Linked DNA regions of Hordeum vulgare: region 2 is linked to region 1. Evidence: chromatin contacts called from public Hi-C data. All regions are on one chromosome and are shown on one strand. Each heading gives the region's core, a stretch centred on a gene start, on an enhancer-like site or on the middle of the called end of the contact. The rest is flanking DNA. Distances are from core to core; before and after follow the strand shown.

The links. Hi-C and Micro-C count contacts between places; a contact is called where the count stands out from the background.
Region 2: a contact with region 1 is called in a Hi-C map of seedling, with 2.2 times the contacts expected there. The contact joins two enhancer-like sites. A contact is called at or near these places in 3 of 6 Hi-C or Micro-C datasets (leaf and seedling).

What each region holds. Positions count from the first base shown.
Region 1 is chr3H:565,017,317-565,022,048 of MorexV3_pseudomolecules_assembly, forward strand. It overlaps LOC123445140 (UDP-glucuronate:xylan alpha-glucuronosyltransferase 1-like), which reads right to left. Exons shown (of 5, transcript XM_045122081.1): 5 at 4,185-4,732. The coding sequence ends at 4,692. Among protein-coding and RNA genes, the nearest start is that of LOC123445140, 7.6 kb to the right of the region's middle. Within about 2 kb of position 3,390, at least 3 of the 3 cell types and tissues checked have open chromatin away from gene starts, as enhancers often do. A contact at or near this core is called in seedling, where this site is marked.
Region 2 is chr3H:565,309,603-565,314,166 of MorexV3_pseudomolecules_assembly, forward strand. No RefSeq gene overlaps it. Among protein-coding and RNA genes, the nearest start is that of TRNAS-CGA, 18 kb to the right of the region's middle. Within about 2 kb of position 3,034, at least 1 of the 3 cell types and tissues checked has open chromatin away from gene starts, as enhancers often do. A contact at or near this core is called in seedling, where this site is marked.

The DNA.
Region 1 (4,732 bases), core at 2,140-4,639:
CCGTGGAGACAAAACTACCCCTGATATTAGTACAATAGAGGAAATCAATTAGTTGACGTTCCACCGATTTGAGAGCCCGCATGCGGATATCTTTCAAGGTGACGCCTGCCTTGAAAGAATTTGCAGACTTGATGTTGAGCACCATCTGTACCCAATAACCCGACATGTCGGACACCGGCTAGATTGGTTGCGGCCGCGTTAGGCGAATTCTACGTCAGTGGACAACCCAGTCGATGAATCCTCGACGAAAGGTTGGCGGCAGTCTTGTACCTCACTAAAGAGACCCAAAGACTCATCACTTTCGTCCTCCTCTTGCCTGAAAGCATGCATCATTTAATTGAATTCTTGTTTCCTTGGTGTGAATGCATCCATGGCGTAGATAAGAAAGGCCAATGGTGGTGTTTTTTTATGCTGGAAACGAAGGATGGTAAAGAAGGATAGCATAACCAACGATCTGATTGCATACAGAAGATTCTTTCCTAACTACGACGATCTGATTGCATGCAGAAGATTTTTTTTCTTTTTCAATTGGCCAAGATTTTAGCTTATGAGATGTTAGCTTTCCATACGTGTCTGGTGGAGGGGTAAACGTGGAATTATCTTAGACTAGACTATATACACCTTACATTCTGGAATTTTAGTAAAAAAATACACTTTAGATAAAGGAACGGAGGAAGTATTTGGTATGCATGACACAAGGATGTGTATGAGGCCATATTTCAAAGTCCACAACAAACGACGTTCTTCATTGATAACTTCGTATGAGAACTGGGACAAGCTGCGAGTGGCGACCGGAACTGAAGCCCATGCAGTGGTGGAATCGTGGCTCCCTTCTCTAACTGGAACGGTCAAAATCAATGTCAATGGAGCTACCGCGTGGTTCCATCATGATGGCGTTGCAATGGCTATTTGCCGAAACCATACATGCCTATACCTTGATCTCAACGGTGGTATTCGAGGGAACTAATGATCCCTTATCTGGAAGACTTATGCATGCGGGGAAGCTCTATCTCTAGGAGAGGACTTGGATGTGCATAATATATTTGTTGCCTCATCACGTGAGGAAGTGGTGAATGACATCATCAGGAGGAAAGGAGGTCCTAATGCAACGATAGTGCATGAGATCAAACACCGTTGCAATAGTTTTTTTCTAGTTCTTTTACTCTTGAGTCTAGGATTTTTAATTTAGACGTTAATAATGTCGCCAAGTTTGCTTGTAATTTAAGTGTGGGTAGGCATGTGTGATTAGATATTCCCCATAACACAAACATTGTATCTATGACATTTGTTTTGAATGAATAAAACAAACAAGTTTCTTAAAGAAAATCTAAACAAAAAGATGCGGATATCTCCAGCACGTTTGGACTCGGGATTTCCGGACCAAACGAACCGTTTGATACAAGGGTTCCCCCTTATGAAAGCATTTGTTCGGGAGGAAAGGATTGAAATCATGAACGCCCTCCCCGTTCCCTTACAGGGCCTTTTTCATGTAAAATGAAAAGAAAAAAAGCCCAATAGGGAAACATAAGAAGAAGCCCATATGTTTTTCTTTTTTCTGTAACAAATAGAAAAGACTAGTTTATGTTGTACTACGAAGGAAAGGGAAACGTTTCGGGTTGGAGCGTCGGCCAAACGTTCCGTTGGTCATGTGTGATTCGTGCGATCTCATCTGATCTGGCGGTCTGATTCTCTCGCATGGTGCGGCGCATGGCCGAGGGGGGCCACTAATGCTCGCCCCTGCGCTCCTGTCGGCCCCCCGTCGACCGCCCGCATCGCTGGTTTCCGCCCCTGTCGGTCGCTCGCATCGCTGGTTCGAGCCTCCGTTCGTCGTCCTCGTCACCTGTCGCCATGGTTGGATCCGCGCATATACAAGTGTTGCAACCGTCATGTAAACAGCTTCAAACACTGTTGAAAAACGCTTCAATCATAGACAGAAAAAGCTTCAATCAACTCTGCCCAGCAAGGAAAGCTGCAACCGTAGTTGCATTTTGCTACTACTGGCTAACTTTTTTGCTACATCCATCAAGGTGGACCTACGGCCTAGAGACGGATGCGACGAATTTTTGCTGCAACCGTAATTGCACTTTGCTACTACCGACGAACTTTTTTGCTACATCCATCAAGGCGGTATTGCGACCTCGCGACAACGAGGATGATGATTATTGTTGCAATTATAGTTGGATTTTGCTAGTACCGTTGAACTTTTTTGCTACATCCAGTCAACAACGTTGAATTGCTGATGTCGCCGCCGACGCAATTCCGTTTAGGGACTAACGAGCATCAATGGCGAGGGGCGGCGGCGGAGCTACAACCGGACGTGCAGTTGTTGCACAGGTTGAGACGACGAGGACGATAACCGACGAGGATGGGGACCGATGACGAGGAGGGCCGAAGAGGATGTGGAGCGGCGACGAGGACAACCAGCAAGGTGGGGACTAGCGATGAGGACGGCCTTCAGAGGAGATCGGAGGCGCGACGACGAGGACCCCGAGCGGGAGCTGCGGAATCCAATCCGAGGAAGACAAAGCCGAGGAGATTTTTCTGTGCCCACATTCAATGATCACACGGACTCGCATCCAACGGGTGTGGCGCGACCGACGAGGACCCCGAGCGGGAGCTGCGGAATCCAATCTGAGGAAGACAAAGCCGAGGAGATTTTTCTGTGCCCGCATTCAATGATCACACGGACTCGCATCCAACGGGTGTGGCGCGACCGACGAGGACCTCGAGCGGGAGCTGCGAAATCCAATCCGAGGAAGACAAAGCCGAGGAGATTTTTGTGTGCCCACATTCAATGGTCACACGGACTCGCATCCAACGGGTGTGGCGCGACCGACGAGGACCCCGAGCGGGAGCTGCGGAATCCAACCCGAGGAAGACGAAGCCGAGGAGATTTTTCTGTGCCCACATTCGATGGTCACACGGACTCGCATCCAACGGGTGTGGCGCGACCGACGAGGACCCCAAGCAGGAGCTGCGGAATCCAATCCGAGGAAGACAAAGCCCACGAGATTTTTGTGTGCCCACATTCAGTGATCACACGGACCTGCATCCAACGGGTGTGGCGCGAGCGACGAGGACCCCAGGCGGGAGCTGCGGAATCCAATCCGAGGAAGACGAAGCCGAGGAGATTTTTAGGTGCCCACATTCAATGGTCACACGGACTCGCATCCAACGGATGTGGCGCGACCGACCGAAACCTTTACAGCCTGCGAACCGACGCAGATCGCTGTAAATAAAAATCATCAACTTTAGAAGCAGGAAAATGCCCCATGCGTGACGGTGGAAGCGTCGGCGCCCGTGAGGCCGTGACGCGGCAGAAGGGAAGGGCACCGACGACAGCTTGCATCGCCGACCACGCAGGCCCTCCTCGCCCACCTTGTTTCTCTCCCCGGTCAAACCTCAAAAGCCGGCACCCTCGCTGACAAGGTGTACGACGCACGGACGCGTGTACTTGCTCCGTGCGGCAAGCACTGTGCCGTGGTCTCGCCGGCCAAGCCGCTTGGTTCGGGCGCCGAGCCGGTCCGTGGCATCTGGCATGGCATGCGTTCCCCGACAAAGGAGCCGGGAAGATGGCCACACAGAGAACCCCGTTCGTTGTCACAGCAGTAGTGGTAGTGCTACTAACATGCATCCCTTTTTCTTTCCGCGGGGAGAGACACTGGCTTAGCATTCAGCTACAGCGTGTTCAGATCTGGAAGCAATTTAAAACAAACCTACTCCCGATCCTGGGCAAGCAGTACAAAGTGCTTGTTAGTAGTACAGCCTAGTCCTCCTCGTGCTTTCTAGGCGCACGCTGTCGGAAAAGCGAGCACGCTGAGCGGCTTCAACAAAGATCTCGCTCGCTAGCTCGCAGCTGCCTGCAATGCAAGGAACCCAACGGAGCACCACGAAATAATGGATCCTCGCAATGATGGGGGCGATGTCCCTCTCCCTCCTATCCCATGCAATCGGCAGGAGCAGCTCACCCAACTTCCTTCTCCATGCGTGCGCCCCATGTGTTGTGTGCCCTCCCAGCAGCACGCCATTTCAACGCTCACCTCACCTCAACGTACACACACATGCAACGCAACCCAAAGGCAAGTGCACCTGATGCAAAACAACAACACAAGCAAACGATTTCAGATGACGCACACACAGGGAACAACAACTCCCCGTACGCCGCGAACCGAATCGCCGAGCAGTTGAACCAACCCGAATTCCATTACATCATCATCATGTTCATGTCCATCATCCATGGTGCCAAAAAGGAGAAACGGCGGCGTCCGCCGGTCAGCAAAATATGAACCTTGCATCACCCCAGACCAACGCCGCCGGAACCAACAGTTCGACAACCACCATACATTACATTACATTACAAAAGCTAACTACTGCTGCACCAACGCAGAGCCATAGACAAGTCTTGCCCAAGAAAATTTACCTACACGCGACGAATTATTATCCATCCATCCATCAACCAAAAAATCGTTAGCCGTCGCGGTTGGAGCGGCAGCAGCAGCAGCAACGAGAGCGCGACCCCAAGGCATTGGCAGCAAACAAAATGTATAGCTGTTGAGGAAAGCCCTAGGAGCAGCATGGCTACCTTTACAAGCTGTTGCTATTGTGTATGTATCAAGGAGAGACTGGGAGTCTGCTGTATCTTCTGGTATGCTAAAATTTCTCGGGGAGGATAATATCTACACAACATCCCATCATGAGCTTGAGAGGGTCGCGGTGGGCAGTGCCGGCGTCG
Region 2 (4,564 bases), core at 1,784-4,283, 290 kb after region 1:
TTATTAACTGAACCGGTAGTTTGTTCTTACCGAACAAAACATTATTTTATTTGATAAGCCAATAAGAAGTTGAAGGTGGTTTTAAAGAAAAAAATGATCGAAGAAAATCAGCGGAACCAAAAACGGTGGAGGTGTCGGGTTAGTGGGGGGGAGGTGGAAATGCGGACGAAAGAAAATAACGTAAGACATAACTATACCTATTTTGGGGTTGGGCGGGGGGGGGGGGGGGGGGTGAGGCAACGATGGAAAATAACTCAAGAGGGGTGTTTTTGCTCCCGGGAGCATTTGCTTCCGGATGAACAGTACCGCCAAAAAATGGTAAAATGTTTTCAAAAAATGTGATTTTTTTTGTGGATGTCCGTGTTAGTGTGGCAAGCATGCTTAACGATTTTCATACAAAACGGAATAGTAGTTTTTCGTCCATGAAAATAAGAAATTTGGGTGATATTTTGGGGTAATATTTGATGTTCAAATTTGTTATTTTTGCACAGACCAAAAAAATCAGCCTTTTTGCCTAAAAGTTTGCAAGTATCATTAGAATGTGAATATAAATGCATACAAATTTTGTTGAAACTTTTTTAACATTTAAAAAAATATTTTTTACGTACAGGAGCAAATGCTTCCGGAAACCAAATTGGATTTCCCACGCATGACGACTTCTCTACCGTCTGCTACAATTAAGTTGTTTGCTTAGCTTCAGTAAGAAAGAGGCGATGACGGTGGCACACTTTCGGCTCGCTCGAGTGTTTATATTCGTCGCTCGATGGTCTACGAACATGAATGTAAGTTTTGTTACTTCTCGTGTTCTTTGTAATGTCATGATGTTTGATAAATAGATCAAAAAATTTCATCCAAAAATAAATAAACATACGTCTGCGGGGAAAATATTCATGTCCTCTGCACCCTTACAAACAGAAAAAATGCGTCCTCACATTTTCCCATTGCGTGTATTTTAAAGGACTTTCATTCGTGTATTCGAAAATGCAAAACCATAACCAAAATCGAAATTTCATGCTACGGCTGCCGGTTCATCCATTAATAAAAATGGTCCATCTGCTGTGGGTTAGCCAGGGGATGTCAGCGTTCCTTCTTTACAGCTGCAACAGAAGCCCCTGGAGCTACCTCTGTACAGCCCCTGCCTAAGCGAGCATCGGAAGAAGAGTTCCACTCAAGCGTTTAGGCATCTGATACGCCAACTATTCTTATCCCTGACACAGAGCGCCGCGGTGACTGTAACAATACCTGCACCCTGCAAGCAGCTGTGAACCCTAATTAACTGATCGTAAATGCTACTCGTACGGCATGAACAGGCGCTCTGCGGTCTAGCCCAGTGGTCTAGCCTATCGCCCGATAGACGTCCAGATGTACGTCCGAGCGGCAAGCTTCGTGGATCGCCGGCATGCAAGATGCGCATGCCATTGCGACGGTCGAATCATGGTTGAAATTTCGTTTCTCTCTCGCTCTGACGGTGTGGCCTGAGAAGAAACGGCGGCGAAAACCGGGACGAAGATACCTGCATGGTGGCAAGATATCTGCGCAGAGCCTTGGCGCTACGAGTAATGGGAAAGTTTAGTCGCTCCCTGGATTTGCAGAGCGAGTGAAGCCATGCATGTCCTTTTTTACGTAGAGCCTTGGTTTCTTTCTCCAACTTTCTAGTGCTTGTCCTCCTGTGCATGTCCTCGGTCTCCTCTAGAATGGTTAATGCGTCCACGGACGGCTACGTGCACGGCGTGTACAATTCTGCTGCGGCTGCATGCTGCGCTCCAGAAGCTCGTACGAGTTGGTGGTTCTCTCATCCTTCAATTCGGTACGTACGTGCAGGCAGGGACGGTTCTCCTATCCTATACTGTACAGCGGCGTTGGTGTTGAACTGTTGAGTGTAAAAACTACTACCACATGTATGCATTTCGGTCAAGCTCGACCGCAGTCTGTTGCGTGGGTATATATATTTCAGTTCTTCACGTGGAACATTCAGAAAATCTTGTTAGCTGTGCGAATGAACATTCGGAAATTCAGTGCTCCTTTGCTCAAATTTTAAATACTAAGAGCATTTACAGCCGAAACTTGCAAATTCGGTCCCTCAAACACCCACAAACACGCTAAATCAAAGCCGGACATCTTTCTTATTTGTCCGTCCACGCAGCCATATTTTTTATTTTCTTTCTTATATGTCTTGTCACTTGCATGTAATTGATAAAGACGAAGAGGGATAAAAAAAAGAATGAATAAAAAGAGATAAATGTGGTCCGGGATAGGGTCGTGTCATATGTGATGGACTGACCGGACGCGCCCTGTCGCGTACGCGAGCCCTCATACCCTTTTTATATTTAAGATGGATATGAGGGTTCACGAACAGCCGGACATACAGGGACGATATATGGGTCAGGATGAATTATTTTTTTTCTTCTCTCTCTTGTCTGATCAGACAGGGCGTGGGGAAGGCTCTAGATGCTCTAACAACGATATTTGTGTGCAATGCAGGTTTGCTGATATTTTGTACATGCCACGAGCCCTTCGTTCGAAAAATAACCATCTCTACTAGGCGGTTGACTTGTACACCAGTCGAGGTGAAAGTTCAGCATCTCTTCAAGGGTTGACTTGAATCCAGTTGCCTGTCGTGGAGGTGTAAATTTGTTTCACTCGCACACGGCGTGCCGGAAAGCTACCACCGCGGATTCCCAAATCCGTGCGAGACAGCAGAATAAATATACTTTCCACTCCTCGCGTACGGCTAGCTGCATGCGAAATCCAGTATTTGCCGTGTTCTCGGGGGCGGCAGCTCGACAGGATTTGTAGGTGCACATTACTACCGGTAGAAAATACTGCAGCTGCCAAATCAACGAGACAGCGGCGACCTTTCAGTGGCGGCCATCATTGCGTTTCTAGCAGCGGCGAAAGTTAGTCGCGTCGACGAGTAAATTTTTTCTCTGAAAGAGAAGGAGGTGCAGGTTTTGTCCAGTCAAAAAAGGGAAGGAGACGATGGTTGCGTCTATCCCACCCCCGCCAAGCGCTGCTTGCCTTGTGCCTGCTTGTGCTGTGCACGGCGGTGCTTCACGGAAGGGGGAGGCCGTGTTTGATGGGACCTCCTATATGCCGTGTAAGAGCATCTACAGTAGGAACTGGACAGATCTGACTCCATATAAGCCCGTGGATGCGTCGGATACAGCTGCGGACACATTCAAATGGTTCTTTATATTTCGTTTCGTTTCGTGCATCCACATATTTTATATCCATATAAAACCATACACGTTGATCATCTGATACAAATTATCCGAATTCAATATTTTTAAATAAAAGCAAATGATGTCATAGTTTTATCAAACAGACATGCCAAAATAAAATCAGTGTCCGACCAACAAGTGTTGTCAGACCACTGGCCGGATGAGTTTGTTCATGTCCACCTGCATCCGGGCTGCTTCCTCCGCCTGCATCATCACAAGGATTACCGCTTGGATCTGGGCTGCCTCCACAACCTGCATCCTGGCCGCCTACTCCGCTGCCACGGTTTTAGCCGCCCTGGCTGCCTCCAACACTCTACGTCCGTTGATCTTCTTCTTCGTGTCCACAAGCCATCTTTGGCATGTTCATCCAAAGTGGATTCATTCGAGAGCATGATTTTTGCATCCTCCTCGTCGCGTGAGAGTTGCAACCTCTCCTTCTCGAGCTCAGTGTCTTTAAATGTCTTGGCCTTCTAGAGTTCCCATTTGATCGCCCCTCTTGCTTCTCCAACTCGATCTCCTCCCTCTCAATTTCAAGCCGTCTTTGTGCCCTCGTCCGATCCCACTCCATCCTCTTCTTTTGCGCATCCAACATAAGCTTGTACCTCTCCTCTTTCTTTCTCTCCCTTGCCGAAAAATGTCGTCCATGTGGTCGGCATTTTTGTGGCAGTGGCGTCATGGGAGATCCTTGCCTTCTCCCACTTAATTCCCATGAGTAGCCGGTTATCATGTGGCACGGTAGCTTTTCCTTTGTTGACGACAATGTCATCGTCATCATCGTCCAACCCAATGGGTTGGTGGGAGCTTGAGCCATCATTCCTCTTCTTTCCGTCCTTGAGGTCGGTCACCACTTGTTGTCACTTTGGCTTGCCATCCGATAAGACCCAACAATGGCTAAAAGCAAATGGCCTCTTCTCGGTCTTGTGATACAAAGTGGCTGCCACCGCCACCTAGCATACAACATAAGTATGAGCACAAGAATAAAAACACATCAACATATTGAAATGACAATAAGATGAGGCAATCGAGCTTACATGAGTTGCCACTCCCATCCCACTTTGAGACCGTTTGGTAATTTACGAGTAGTAAGCGATGTACTTGTTCACTTCTCCTTGAATGACCCCCCATCAATGTTGGAGAGATGCCACATTACGGGTGCTCACGCTAGGATGTAACTCCACATACAACTTCCGTTCATGATAGTCCTTTCAAATCTTCTTCCAATATGTGCTCCTCTTTTGCTCGGTACCACTTATTCTATCCATTGTTGTGTTTAATCAAGATTTGACCAACAAGATGTCCGCATATCTTCACAAATCAAGCCCTCTTACCTTCATCGTCTTGCC